4 separate regions of the Mus musculus genome follow, and all the other regions are linked to region 4. A link is a contact called in public ChIA-PET, Hi-C and HiChIP or PLAC-seq data. All regions are on one chromosome and are shown on one strand. Each heading gives the region's core, a stretch centred on a gene start, on an enhancer-like site or on the middle of the called end of the contact. The rest is flanking DNA. Distances are from core to core; before and after follow the strand shown.

What was found. A called contact is a pair of places that touch in the nucleus more often than the background predicts. ChIA-PET counts read pairs in DNA pulled down with a chosen protein or histone mark. HiChIP or PLAC-seq counts read pairs in DNA pulled down with a chosen protein or histone mark.
Region 1: a contact with region 4 is called in a Hi-C map of the HPC-7 cell line, with 4 times the contacts expected there. The contact joins the promoter of Slc29a3 here to the enhancer-like site in region 4. A contact is called at or near these places in 2 of 39 promoter capture datasets (HPC-7-derived erythroid cells and cranial neural crest), 2 of 15 datasets of contacts at CTCF or cohesin (the NIH/3T3 cell line and large pre-B cells), 4 of 484 Hi-C or Micro-C datasets (the HPC-7 cell line, bone marrow-derived macrophages, nephron progenitors and 1 more) and 12 of 115 datasets of contacts at active chromatin or transcription factors (the HPC-7 cell line, astrocytes, bone marrow-derived macrophages and 8 more).
Region 2: an RNA polymerase II ChIA-PET map of effector CD8 T cells shows a contact between it and region 4, with 20 read pairs. The contact joins two enhancer-like sites. A contact is called at or near these places in 3 of 115 datasets of contacts at active chromatin or transcription factors (effector CD8 T cells, embryonic stem cells and memory CD8 T cells) and 1 of 9 other capture datasets (adipose tissue).
Region 3: an H3K4me3 HiChIP or PLAC-seq map of bone marrow-derived macrophages shows a contact between it and region 4, with 3 times the contacts expected there. The contact joins the promoter of Cdh23 here to the enhancer-like site in region 4. A contact is called at or near these places in 2 of 39 promoter capture datasets (cranial neural crest and trophoblast stem cells), 1 of 15 datasets of contacts at CTCF or cohesin (embryonic stem cells), 1 of 484 Hi-C or Micro-C datasets (brown adipocytes), 6 of 115 datasets of contacts at active chromatin or transcription factors (bone marrow-derived macrophages, embryonic hindbrain, embryonic midbrain and 3 more) and 5 of 9 other capture datasets (adipose tissue, embryonic stem cells, liver and 2 more).

Annotation. Positions count from the first base shown.
Region 1 is chr10:60,751,348-60,754,047 of GRCm38.p6, forward strand. Slc29a3 (solute carrier family 29 (nucleoside transporters), member 3) reads right to left here and starts at 1,435. Exons shown (of 6, transcript NM_023596.3): 1 at 1,387-1,435. The coding sequence starts at 1,387.
Region 2 is chr10:60,369,537-60,372,236 of GRCm38.p6, forward strand. The region is part of intron 39 of Cdh23 (cadherin 23 (otocadherin)); the gene reads right to left. Vsir (V-set immunoregulatory receptor) reads left to right here. Exons shown (of 7, transcript NM_028732.4): 7 at 1-2,700. Among named protein-coding and RNA genes, the nearest start is that of Vsir, 24 kb to the left of the region's middle. Within about 2 kb of position 1,400, at least 112 of the 459 cell types and tissues checked have an H3K27ac peak or open chromatin away from gene starts, as enhancers often do. A contact at or near this core is called in effector CD8 T cells and memory CD8 T cells, where this site is marked.
Region 3 is chr10:60,695,218-60,697,917 of GRCm38.p6, forward strand. Cdh23 (cadherin 23 (otocadherin)) reads right to left here and starts at 1,273. Exons shown (of 71, transcript NM_023370.3): 1 at 1,083-1,273.
Region 4 is chr10:60,565,588-60,568,287 of GRCm38.p6, forward strand. The region is part of intron 7 of Cdh23 (cadherin 23 (otocadherin)); the gene reads right to left. Among named protein-coding and RNA genes, the nearest start is that of Gm51803, 120 kb to the right of the region's middle. Within about 2 kb of position 1,299, at least 68 of the 459 cell types and tissues checked have an H3K27ac peak or open chromatin away from gene starts, as enhancers often do. A contact at or near this core is called in the HPC-7 cell line, bone marrow-derived macrophages, effector CD8 T cells and 4 more, where this site is marked.

The DNA.
Region 1 (2,700 bases), core at 185-2,684, 190 kb after region 4:
GCGACACCCAGTGAGTGAGCCATGACAGCCGGGTATTAGGTCCGGAGGAATATGAGGCTCAGAAAGTTCAAGCCACTTGCCTAGGTCACAGGGGCATGGATGATACAGTCACGCTGTCTGGATGCCCTGGGGGGGGGGGGGGGTTTCCCTAACCTCATCTCCCTCCCCCAACCCCCAGGGATAATCTGGGAATGTGACTCCATCTGCTGGTTCCAAGTCCCCATAGCCCTCCCTCTTGAAGGCTTCCTGCAGCAAGAAGCTATGAGCAGAGACAAACAAGGGGAATGCCCCTCATCAGCACTGCTGGATAAACAGATCCCTGACTATTGCAGCGGAGCCCTGGCTCAGGCAGGCCAGAGGTTCTACAGTGTCCTAGCAAGCTGAGCAGACCCCTCTACAGCCTTAATTCACACAAAGACCAAAGAGGACCATGCAAGGACCTAGACAGGGCCATCCATGCAAACGTGCTTTAAATTATTGTTTGTTTTTTAAATATAAACAGAATCTAGAGAAATGTTTCAGCAGTGAAGAGCGCTTGCTGTTCTTTCAAATGACCCGTGTTCAGTTCCCAGCACCCTAGTCAAGTAGCTCAGCTACTTTTAACTCCTGTTCCAGGGAATTCTATGCCCTCCTGTAGCTTTTGTGGGCACCTGAAAGAACTGCACATACCCACACAAAGGCACACATATGTACACGTATTTTCTTTTTTAGTGTGAAAGATAATCATGAAGCATCAGAGAACTGGCAAGGACCTGTTCCATTTCCAGAAGTTCAGGCTAGGAGGGTGGGCGCACGGCTCAGCGGCTCAGTGTGGGTCACCCAGACCCACACAGGTCTGAAGTCCCTTCTCAGCTACTGTGTCTATTCATCAAGGACTACTCAGCCTTGACCAAGCATCTGAAGTTGCCAGGGATCTTCTCTAACCAGGTCACGGGCGGTGCAGTGGACTGAGCAACGCCTTATTACTCTTTATAAAAGGTAGCTGTGGCTTTGGATGAATAGAGAAAGACAAAGAAAGGAGAGGAGGCGGAGAACCTCCCGGGGCCAAGCTGTCCCTGCCTCTGACTGGGGTCCTGGGGTAAGGACCAGTCAGAGCTGGAAAGGGTAGGAGTCTGGGGACTGAGAACATGTCTGGCCAGCCCGTGTGCCACGATGGCTCCTGTGGACACAGGCTGGGGTCCAAGAGCGAGCCTGGCAGTAGGCTAAGACAAGTCCTCGCTGCAGAGGCAGCTGTGGCATCCGATCCGGACCCGCAAAGCCTTCTGGATCTTTCGGGCCGACCTGTCCCCACACGCGGGACCAGAGAAGAGTGTGGAGGAGAGGCCAGGCTCAGCCTCGGGAAGGGAAGACCCAGCCAAGCATGGGGGCCGCTGCACCCGCACTTACTGTCGCTGCCGCTGCTACCTCCACCAGGTCCAAGGCGCTGGGCCACTGTGACCAGAGCTCAGCCAGGCCGGGCTCCGCCCTTGTCCTCCCAGCCCCGCCCTCCTTTTCTCAGCTCACCACGCCCCGTTCAGCGCTTCCGGGTTTGCCGACTCCTCCCTCTGGCCCCGCCCCCACGCGCGCCTCTTCCTGGCCTACGGCAGTAACTGCAGGCGTCCAATTGCAAAGTGAAAAAAGTGTGGCTTTGGAACAGGTCCTGCCTGACTCCCTATTGGTATCCACCGCCTCATTCCCTAGGGTGCCCCACAGCCCCCTGCTCCCCCTCAATACTTCCAGAGCAGGATGTACCAGCAAGATGAACTTGGCCTCCCAGCCTAGGTGGAGAGCCGCAGAGAGAGCTTGAAGCTATTTGGTGGCAGTGAGCGAGGCCAGAGTGAGCAGATTTGTGTTGGAGGGGCAATCCAGATGCCACATCTGCAGAAGAGAAACTTTTGGGAGACTCTGAGATCAAAGTTCAGGAGAGAGCTGAAGATGGCTCCTGTACAGCTCCGAGTGCAGAGTGGGGGTTACGGAACCGATGTGCTTTGTTTTTGTTTTCTTTTTGAGAGAGAGAGAGAAAAGTGGGGAACCTAAGGAAACACCCAAGAGTGGCAGAAGTTTGGGCTTCCTTTCTACCCAATCCCTTACCACTGGGGGGTGACTTCCTCCGCTGCCCTGCAGGGGACGTGTAGGTGTCACCTACCACCCGCACTTGGGAGGCTCTGGGGTTTAGGCTCACCTTAGCTACATAGTGGTCAGCCCAGGTTACTTGAGACCCTGGCGGCGTTAGGGTTGGAGTATACATGCCTGCGCTGTCCTTACAGATCACCTGAGGAGAGGAGGTAAGGACAGGAGGGGAAAAGAAAGAGGCAGAGTAGGAGTTGGCTGATGTCCTGCGCTAGACCAGAGAAAACGTGGGCACAAGCAAGGCTGGTGTGGGCCAGTCCCAGAGACCAGCTGGGGACTTACTGATGCCAAAGCTTAGTAGGCTTCTTTTCATAAGTGTGAAGGGGGAAAAAATAGAATTTTCTCTACCCATCATGGTTCCTAGTTGGCAAAGGATCCCTAATATCAAACACAGAAGAAAAACAACAGGCTTTTAATAATGTGTAACACAGACACACACACACTTGCCCACTCACACACATACACATGCACACTTTTAGACACACTCACATATATGTATACATGCACCCATGCACACATGTACATATGCACACACATCAGACATGCATACCCACATACACACGTGGGTGAGGCTCAGAGAAATGAGTAAAT
Region 2 (2,700 bases), core at 150-2,649, 200 kb before region 4:
TCCACAGAGCTCAGTGGCCAGAGGCTTTGAAACAGGAAGTACATGTCAGGTTCAGGAACCACTGTGAGCTCATTAGTGTCTTGAGCAATGTGAGGCCTGGACCAGTGGACACGGAGGGAGGGTGGCGAGAGGATGATGGGGATGATGAGGGGAACACGCTCCCTTCCTGTCCTTGTCATCCACCACTACCACTATTCAGTGTGGAGCAGTGGCAAAGGTGACCGACCTCCACAATGTCCTAGTGATGCTGGACCATTTCTAAGTGTGAAAGAGATGCTATTAAAAACAGTATGTGGCAATGGCTGCCAACAGCTGAGTGGACTGGAGGCACTGGCTTTAAGGCCCTGGAGGTGCAGGGCCCGGTATGGGGATAGGGATGGGAGTTTCAGTGAGGGCCTAGGGATCACTCCGCTTCTGACCACTCTTCTTCTGAGCCTCACCTCAGGGTGACCTTCAGGCACACAGAAGAGCTTGCCCCTGGTCCGATACTACTCTTGGCTCTCATCTCCAGGGTTTGGCATGACCTGGGCACACAGGGGGAGTCTTCAGAAAGGATTTTAAAGCATGAAAAGAAAGGGTAGTTCTTGTGAGGTAGGGATGGGCAGCTGATGTTTGAGAGTGAGGAGGGATACGGCTGGGCAGATCACTCTCCAGTCTCTAGAGGGAAAGTAGCTCTAAGTCTGGGAGAGCAGCAGCCCAGTGGTACCATATGTCTTCTTGCAGCTTCCACTGGCTGGGCTGAACTGGGCATGGGTAGGAAAGCTCCTGTTCTGGGCCTGCAGCCAGGGAGAACCCCATTCATTCCCTGAGGACAGATGGGTGGGGAGAGAAGAGAGAGTTTCAGGCCGGGAAGCAGCAATAAGCTATCTGCTGGGGACCCAGACAAGTTGTCTGATGAGGTCCAAGATGTGGGATGCCAGTTATACCTGGGGCTTGGGGATCCTTAGAGGCTTTGTATCATCATCATAGGAGTGTCGGGGTGGCCAGGGCATCAAAGCCATGACCCCTGTTTTATCCTCAGGGTCCACTCTTCTGCACCATCCATTGCTCTAGATCTATGCAGTTACTATAGACAGAATGTGTTGTTCTGTTTGGCTTTGGGGATAATGGCCTGGCGAACTGCCAGCTGTTCAGTGGCAGGGCTGTGAGGCCAGTCAAAGACTAGAACCCACAGACCAGCTGAACGATGAGTATAGCCTGTCCCCTGGGGGAGCCTGACCTGTCTCCAGCCCTAAGCTTCAGACCTCACCACTCAGATGACTTCTAAGAATTTGCCTGTGGGGACCCCTGCATGGCTGCAGCTCCGTGGAAAGGAGAGGAGGCCCCCAGCAGAAGAACCACTCGCTTCCTGCCCAGCTTCCTCCTGTAGGGCTCTAAGTCTCTTCTTCTTGGGACCCTGCAAGCAAAGGCATGTCAGCTTGGTGGTTTCCTGTTTTGGGTGAAGTTTTGTGTGGTCCGGGTTCTGTCTACATCCATGAACTTGGGTGCTACCACCTTGCTGCTGCTGTAGAGACAGCTGCAGGATCTTAGGGTGGAAAATGGAGGTGCCCTGAGGTGCTAGCCCTTGGGGCAAAAGATGGGGTGGCAATGAGACACAGTGGGGAACTGAGTTCCCCAAGAGGAGGGAGGAGCCCTGTAGCCTCAAGGGCCATATTGGGTTCCTGGTACCAGCAAAAGCCTAGAGAGCGAAGTCTGTATTTTGAGGAGGTAATTGATCCTTACGGAATCCATCAGAAATTTGGAGCGGGTGCTTTATCTATCTCTGGAGGGTCTCTACCTATCTCCGATGAAGCTCTCCCTGGGCCTGGGATGGGAGAAACCAGGAGGAAAGGTGTCTGATAAAGCAGGGGCTTCTTGACAAGCCAAAGGGCCACTGGTAGCTGTTGTGGACCGAGCTGACCCTGCTGAAGTATTGTAGTGTGCCTTGGACCAACTTCTCAAAAGAGCAACCCCGGGGCTACCCTACTTCTGCCAGGAAGAGGCGGAGAAGGGGCTGAGAGGCCTGGAAGGGGCTAGCTCCTTCTTTGAGAACTGCTCCCCGGAGGACTTGGAGGAGGCGGCTAGGCTACGGGCTGCTGAGGGCCCTTTGTCTTTCCTAACCTGGGCACTGTTAGGATGCTCCCTCCTGGAAAAGGCTTTCCTGGGTGTGAGCTAGAGCAGTGTCCATGCCAGCGCTGAACCTGCCATGGTGGGAGCTGAACTAAAAATTTCTCAGGGAACTAAAATAGGCAAAAGAGGAACTGGGGGAGGAGGGTGCCAGGCAGGATGGGGGGAAGGGAGGGCAGTGCAAAAGTCTCTTGAAACACAGACAGCCCAGCTGAGTGCCAGTCCCAGATCACAGAGAATACGGCTCATCTGGCTCATGTTCTGCATGCTTGCTGCTTTACCCTGGCACTTTCCTTCTCCACCATGAGTGCGAGTCCTGGGAGTCCTGGGAGGGTGAGGATTAATGCCAGCCTGGGGAGCAGATAGCTGACAGAGTCCTTGGGTAACTGGCTTGAACCAGGACCTCAGGATTCCACTCTGGGGATCTAGCTTTGTCTGGGCCAGTGAAGATCTCTATAATGGCATTATTGCCAGGGGATAAACATTTCACTGGGTTCTGATCTGTTGGGTGTGGCTTCCTGGAAAATATGGTGAGAGGAATTCTGCTAAGGATACAGTTGATAAGAAAGTTCTGAGATTGATTAGTAATGCCTG
Region 3 (2,700 bases), core at 23-2,522, 130 kb after region 4:
AATGAACAACAGGTCAGGGAGAAGGCAGAGCCCATGGGGACTGAGGGACACTGGGCAAGGCCTGCTCTTGTAGGCTCAGAGTCTCCCGCTAACTACACACAGAAACCAATTGCCCTTTATAAAAGAAGAGCGGGCTGAGTATAGTAGCACACACCTGTAATCCCAGCTATTTAAGAAGCTGAGGCAGGAGGATCACGATCCAAAAGTTAGCTTGGGCTGCCAATGAGTTCAAGGCTAGCCTTGATAATTTATCAAGATGTCGTCTCAAAGTAAAATTTAAAAGAGCTGATAAAGATAAAGAAAGATAAATCTTTATCATTGAGCATGGAAAGGTCTGGGTTTGAACCCCCAGTGCAGCAAACACAAAACACAAAAACACAAACAAAAACAGAAACAAAAAAGTACACCCTGGAGCAGACATCTGGGCCTCCTCTGGGCCATACTGCATCACACCACCTGAGAGAAGAGCCACTTCCATTTTAGCCAGGTTGTAAAGAACAGGAAGCGTGCTACGGAGCTCTAGATGTGGCTCAGAGAACAGAATTCAGTCTGACTCTGCCACAATCTGTCTGAAGGACCCTAAGCAGGTCACACACTCACCCAAGCCTCCTCATCATCAAGAATCATGGAGTGGAAGGTTGGGGGGGGCGGTGTCTTTCCTGCTTAGGGAGGTCTCAAATCATCTCATACTCTCAGAATCTTCTCAAAGAAGTTTAAGAGGGTTGCATCAACAAGCTCACTCAAGCTCTCCACAGCTCTATGATGCTGTGGCTTATAGTACTGTCCCCATTTCGCTGATGAGATCATTGAGGCCCAGTGGCTATTAACTGGACTGTAGGTAAGATAAATGAAGTGGAGGCTTCTGTAGCCCCAGATGTTAGCTTTTTACTCCCATGGGGGTCCAGTGGTCACGGGACAGCTCCCAAGGATAAAGACCTAGGGTGTCTTCATTTTGGAGCCATAAACCTATAGACACACAGAAGCAAGCGAGGGATGGCGGAGGTCGAGGGAAGGCATTCACAGGCTCCCAGCTGGTTTACTTAGAATGTTGGGTGCACACACCTCTTCTGTCCCCCACTTACCTGGCCACAGCTGCTCCGGCATGTCTCCCAACCAGCCCCCAGGAGGCTAAGCACCACGGGCAGGTGCATCTCAGGCACTATGGGGCATGAGGAAATGTACTACAGGTACTGGGAAGTGGTTGGTAGGAGTCTGAGGCTAGGTAGTGAGGCTCATAGTCATCCCTCACCAACTCTCCTCTGTGAGCCAGTGTGAGGTCCATGAGGATGAGCAGGAGAGGCTGGGCGTGATGGATGAGTGAGGACACATGGACCACCATTATGAGGAAACATAGACAGGAAGAGCCAGCATCCAGGCAGACATGCCATAAGAGCCCGCCACTGTCCATGGGGATCGTCCTGACCACTCCTGGCTGGAGGTACCTGCCTTGGACAAGGACATCCCATCAAACTCTCCTAATGTTCTAGAAATAAAACACCCGCACTCTGCAGGCGAGGAAAGGGCTGCGGACCAAGAGCCTGGGGCTACAGGCTTGTAATCTCAGCCACTCAAGAGTCTGGGGCAAGAAGACCATCAAGTAACCCCAGGCACCTTAGCAAGTCTCACCTCAAAACAACAAAAAGGGTCGAGGTTGCAGCTTGCTGTTAGGCTCTGGGCTCAATCCCCAACTCTGGGGGGAAAAAAAAAACTTAATTGTATAAGCTGGCCATGGCCAAGGACCAACCAAGAAGTAACATGTGATCCCAAATCACCCTAAGGAATCTCCCCAGATCCCGCCAGCCCTTTTTCTGACAAAGCCAAGTAGCTTTGGAAGAAAGCGGGGAAGCTGCTGTCCAGAGGCATCCGGGAAACTTAGAAGATACTGCCACCTGATGAGGGTTACCCAGGGCACAAAGGCTCCCAGTCCCCAGGGGAGTCCAGATCTGCAGTGCAGAGCACCACCTAGAGGCGGATCTCAGCACAGCACCCCCCTCCAGGCTGGGTGGAGAGCGGGCAAGAACCCCACAGAAATGTGGACCAAAACCACACCCTGCTGGTGTCCCCAGTGCCACCTGTCCCTCACTCTCTTCCCAAACCACCAGGTTGCCTGATTCCAGACTCACTGGGCCTGTGTCCCTAGCCCTGTCTCTAAATATGAACTGAAAATCACCTAAGGCTTAGGAACTGAGGTGGCTCAGCTGTGTGACGCTGGGCAAGTTGCTGCCTTTATCTGAGCCTCAACTCCTCCTCTGGTTATACTGGGTAGAAGAGAGGACAGATAAGTCTGGCTTTAAACTGAAACCATAACAATTAAGGTTAATTAACCTCTGTGTGCCTCGGTTGCTCATCTGGAAAATGGGTTGATGACCCAGTTATTTACTCTCTTCCATCAACCAAAGAAGAGCTTGGCTCCTGGGAGTGCCCTGTGAATGTTCCAGATAATCCCTACAGCCCATACTCTGGCTGTGGACTCCGTACCAGCCAAGAGCCCTGGTGGGTAGGACAGTACTCTCACTGAGGCCCACGAAGTGTCTAGGGGAGGGCTCCTACCCCTCCTACCCTCTCCTCTCACCTCATACTGATGCCTTGTGGACACAGTAAGCGCAGATCTCCTCAGATCTGCAGTCTACAACCACAGAAGATGATGATAACCACCCCAATTAAACTTCTGGGGAACTAGAAACAGGTGCCCTGCGCCCC
Region 4 (2,700 bases), core at 49-2,548:
CTGTGCTGGAGAGAGAGAACAGACTCCTGCAAGTCATTATCTGATTTCCACACTGTGGTATGCACATGGCTGTGTGTTTAACTCACTCTCACATTCACTCAAACACACAGACTGGCAGGCAGGCAGACAGACAGACTGGATAGATAAAAATCAAAGTATTAGGGGGTGAACAATCTATGGTTGAGGCTGGACTTGGCCCACACAGCCTGTGTTTGTGCACGTCACCAACGTTTCCACGCGTGTGTTGGGGGGGGAGGGAATCTGGAGATAGTATTTCATAGCTCATGGAAATTGCATAAGATCCGAGCTCAGCATCTGTGGCCTAGCCATGCTCATGCATCTTTCAGGTGTGCCCAATCCTGTGATGCTGACATCTGTCATCTCTGAACATTTCCAAAGTTCATGTTCCAGACCCATGCAGTCTAATCACCATAAATAGATAGATAGATAGATAGATAGATAGATAGATAAAAATTATCATCATGTTTTAGTAAGCTTTACAGTTAAACATTTGTGTCACATTTATTGTCATCCTTGGTCACATGGCCTGTATCCAGTGTGTGTGTCCCAGGCTGGACTTACCTGTATATATACCATCTATAATTGCTTTTGTGTGGCCAGGAAGCTTAATGGTTGCAACAGAGACCCTAGGAGAATTCTAACTACTTACTAGGCGGTGCTTTGTAGAAGGTGTCCACTAGCCCGTAAGCTGGGTCCAGGTTCCAAGCCCCAACAGGGAGCACAATGAAAAAGAACAGCTGTGGGATGACTTTCTTTACATGCGAATGCGAGACGCAGGAAAAGATGCAGGGTTCCACCTACATGCCCACAGGGGTGCCTCAATATCTGTAGTGAACAGACTTCCCTTTCAACATCTCCCCACTGTGTCCAGCTTCAGAGCTGGGGTGGGGGTGGGGGTCTAAGCTTGCCTTGCCAGAGTCTCTGCTCCTACAGGTCCACGGGGCTCCCTGCCCAGCTGGCTGGGGCTTGAGCGAGCATGTTGTCGATAAGCGGGTGTCTGCGTGGCTGGAGGAGAGGAATCAGAGCGGGTAATTGCCGCGTGAAGATGACAGCGCAGCGATTTATCCACCCCAAACCAGGCTCCCGCATACCAAGAGGCAACCTGCAGCTGAGAATCGATACCGCCCCAGAGGAGGGATTATTAGGGACAGAAGGGGGCTGGAAGGATCCATATGAACCTGATGGCTGTCTATTTCGAAAGAGGCTACAAGCTGCATGAGAAGCATGCGCTCTCGGGAGTGTTTGCTCTGCCAGGGAAAGCCAGGCTGGCGGAAGCTGTGGGGCCCTCTCTAAAACCCACTTCCTGAAACCCAAGGACTGGAGAGGTAACGAAGGTCTCAAGAGTCAGGCTAAGGGACAGAAACGGCAATGGGAACCCAGGAGGGAGTCGTCTTTCTAAGGCCCGACATAGAACCTTGTTGGAGTCCCAGCTCCATCTCAGTTCTCTGTAGGATGGGAAGTTACCGAGCATTGTGAGGCCACTAGCCCGGGGGGATGCTGGGAATTCCCAGGTTAGGGCCACAGCCAGCAGTGGCTGGAGAAGGGAATGGGGATTTTCAATTCTGAAAGTCTTCCCTGTCTCATTTGGGACTTTCTCTCTTGTCATTTTCCAAAGCAGTTTGGGAAAGGTTGAAATGGGGAGACCACTGCCCCAGTATCTTCTGGGGAGATGAGTATACAACTTCTTGGGATAGTGGGGGCCAGATAGGCTCATCCACAAGAGTCTATGTGTAGTCATATGTGGGGGATCCCAGCTGCCATCACTCTCCAAGGACCATGGATGCTGGGATGGAGTGCACACTCTGTGACTAAAATCTAGAAAGCACAGACACATTTTGTGCCACAAAATGAAGAAAAGAGCTGCCATCTGCTCTCCTCTGACTTGGTGGGTTCTCCCAGTGCAGCCCCAGGAGCCCAGAGGCCTAGAAAAATATGCACTCTGGTCTTTGAGAGAGCCCCAGGCCTTGCACTTTACCCTAACAACTGGAGGCATCTCTCTACGACTTGACTCTGAGGTTGTGAGAGCTCCCCAGTGCTCAGTGAGTGGCCAGTCCCAGGCTACCCTCTCAAGACTCCCAGGTTCCCAGAAAAAAAAGAGGCCCATGGTTTCAACTAGGATCCTGGCAGAAAAAGTGTTAAGAAGCCATGGATGCTTGCTCTTCTGCTAGGTGCATCCCACCCTCCGGGAGTAGAGAAGGAAGGAAAAGGTGAGCAGAGATGGAGAAGGAGAAAAGGCTGGAGGAAAAGAGACAAAGAAGAGGGGTCAGAGAACAGGGTAAATGGAAGAAGAGGAGGAAGAGAGGTCACATGGAGAGAGGAGGGGGGAGGAGGAGGAGGAGGAGGAGAGGCAGGGGGAGGGATGAAGGCGGAGGGCCTGGGAACTTGAACTCAGGCTTGGAGTGTGTCTATCAGTTGCCACAAGGGCAGGGAAGTGGGTGCTGAGCCACAGAGCATGGCTTGCTTGGCTTGGAAGTGACACCCTGGTTTTTAGGAGGGTTGCTTCCTTGCTTGGAGAGACCTGGGTTCCAAGTTGCCGGTAGGCTGGGCTCGAAAGTAAGCCAGTTTTGCCCTAGAGCCCCCAGAGTACATCAGTGTGTTTACTCTGATAGCCTAGCTGGGATGTCACAAAGAGGACCAGACTGTAGTGTGCTGTCTGTAGGTCAAGGTCATTCATTTGCC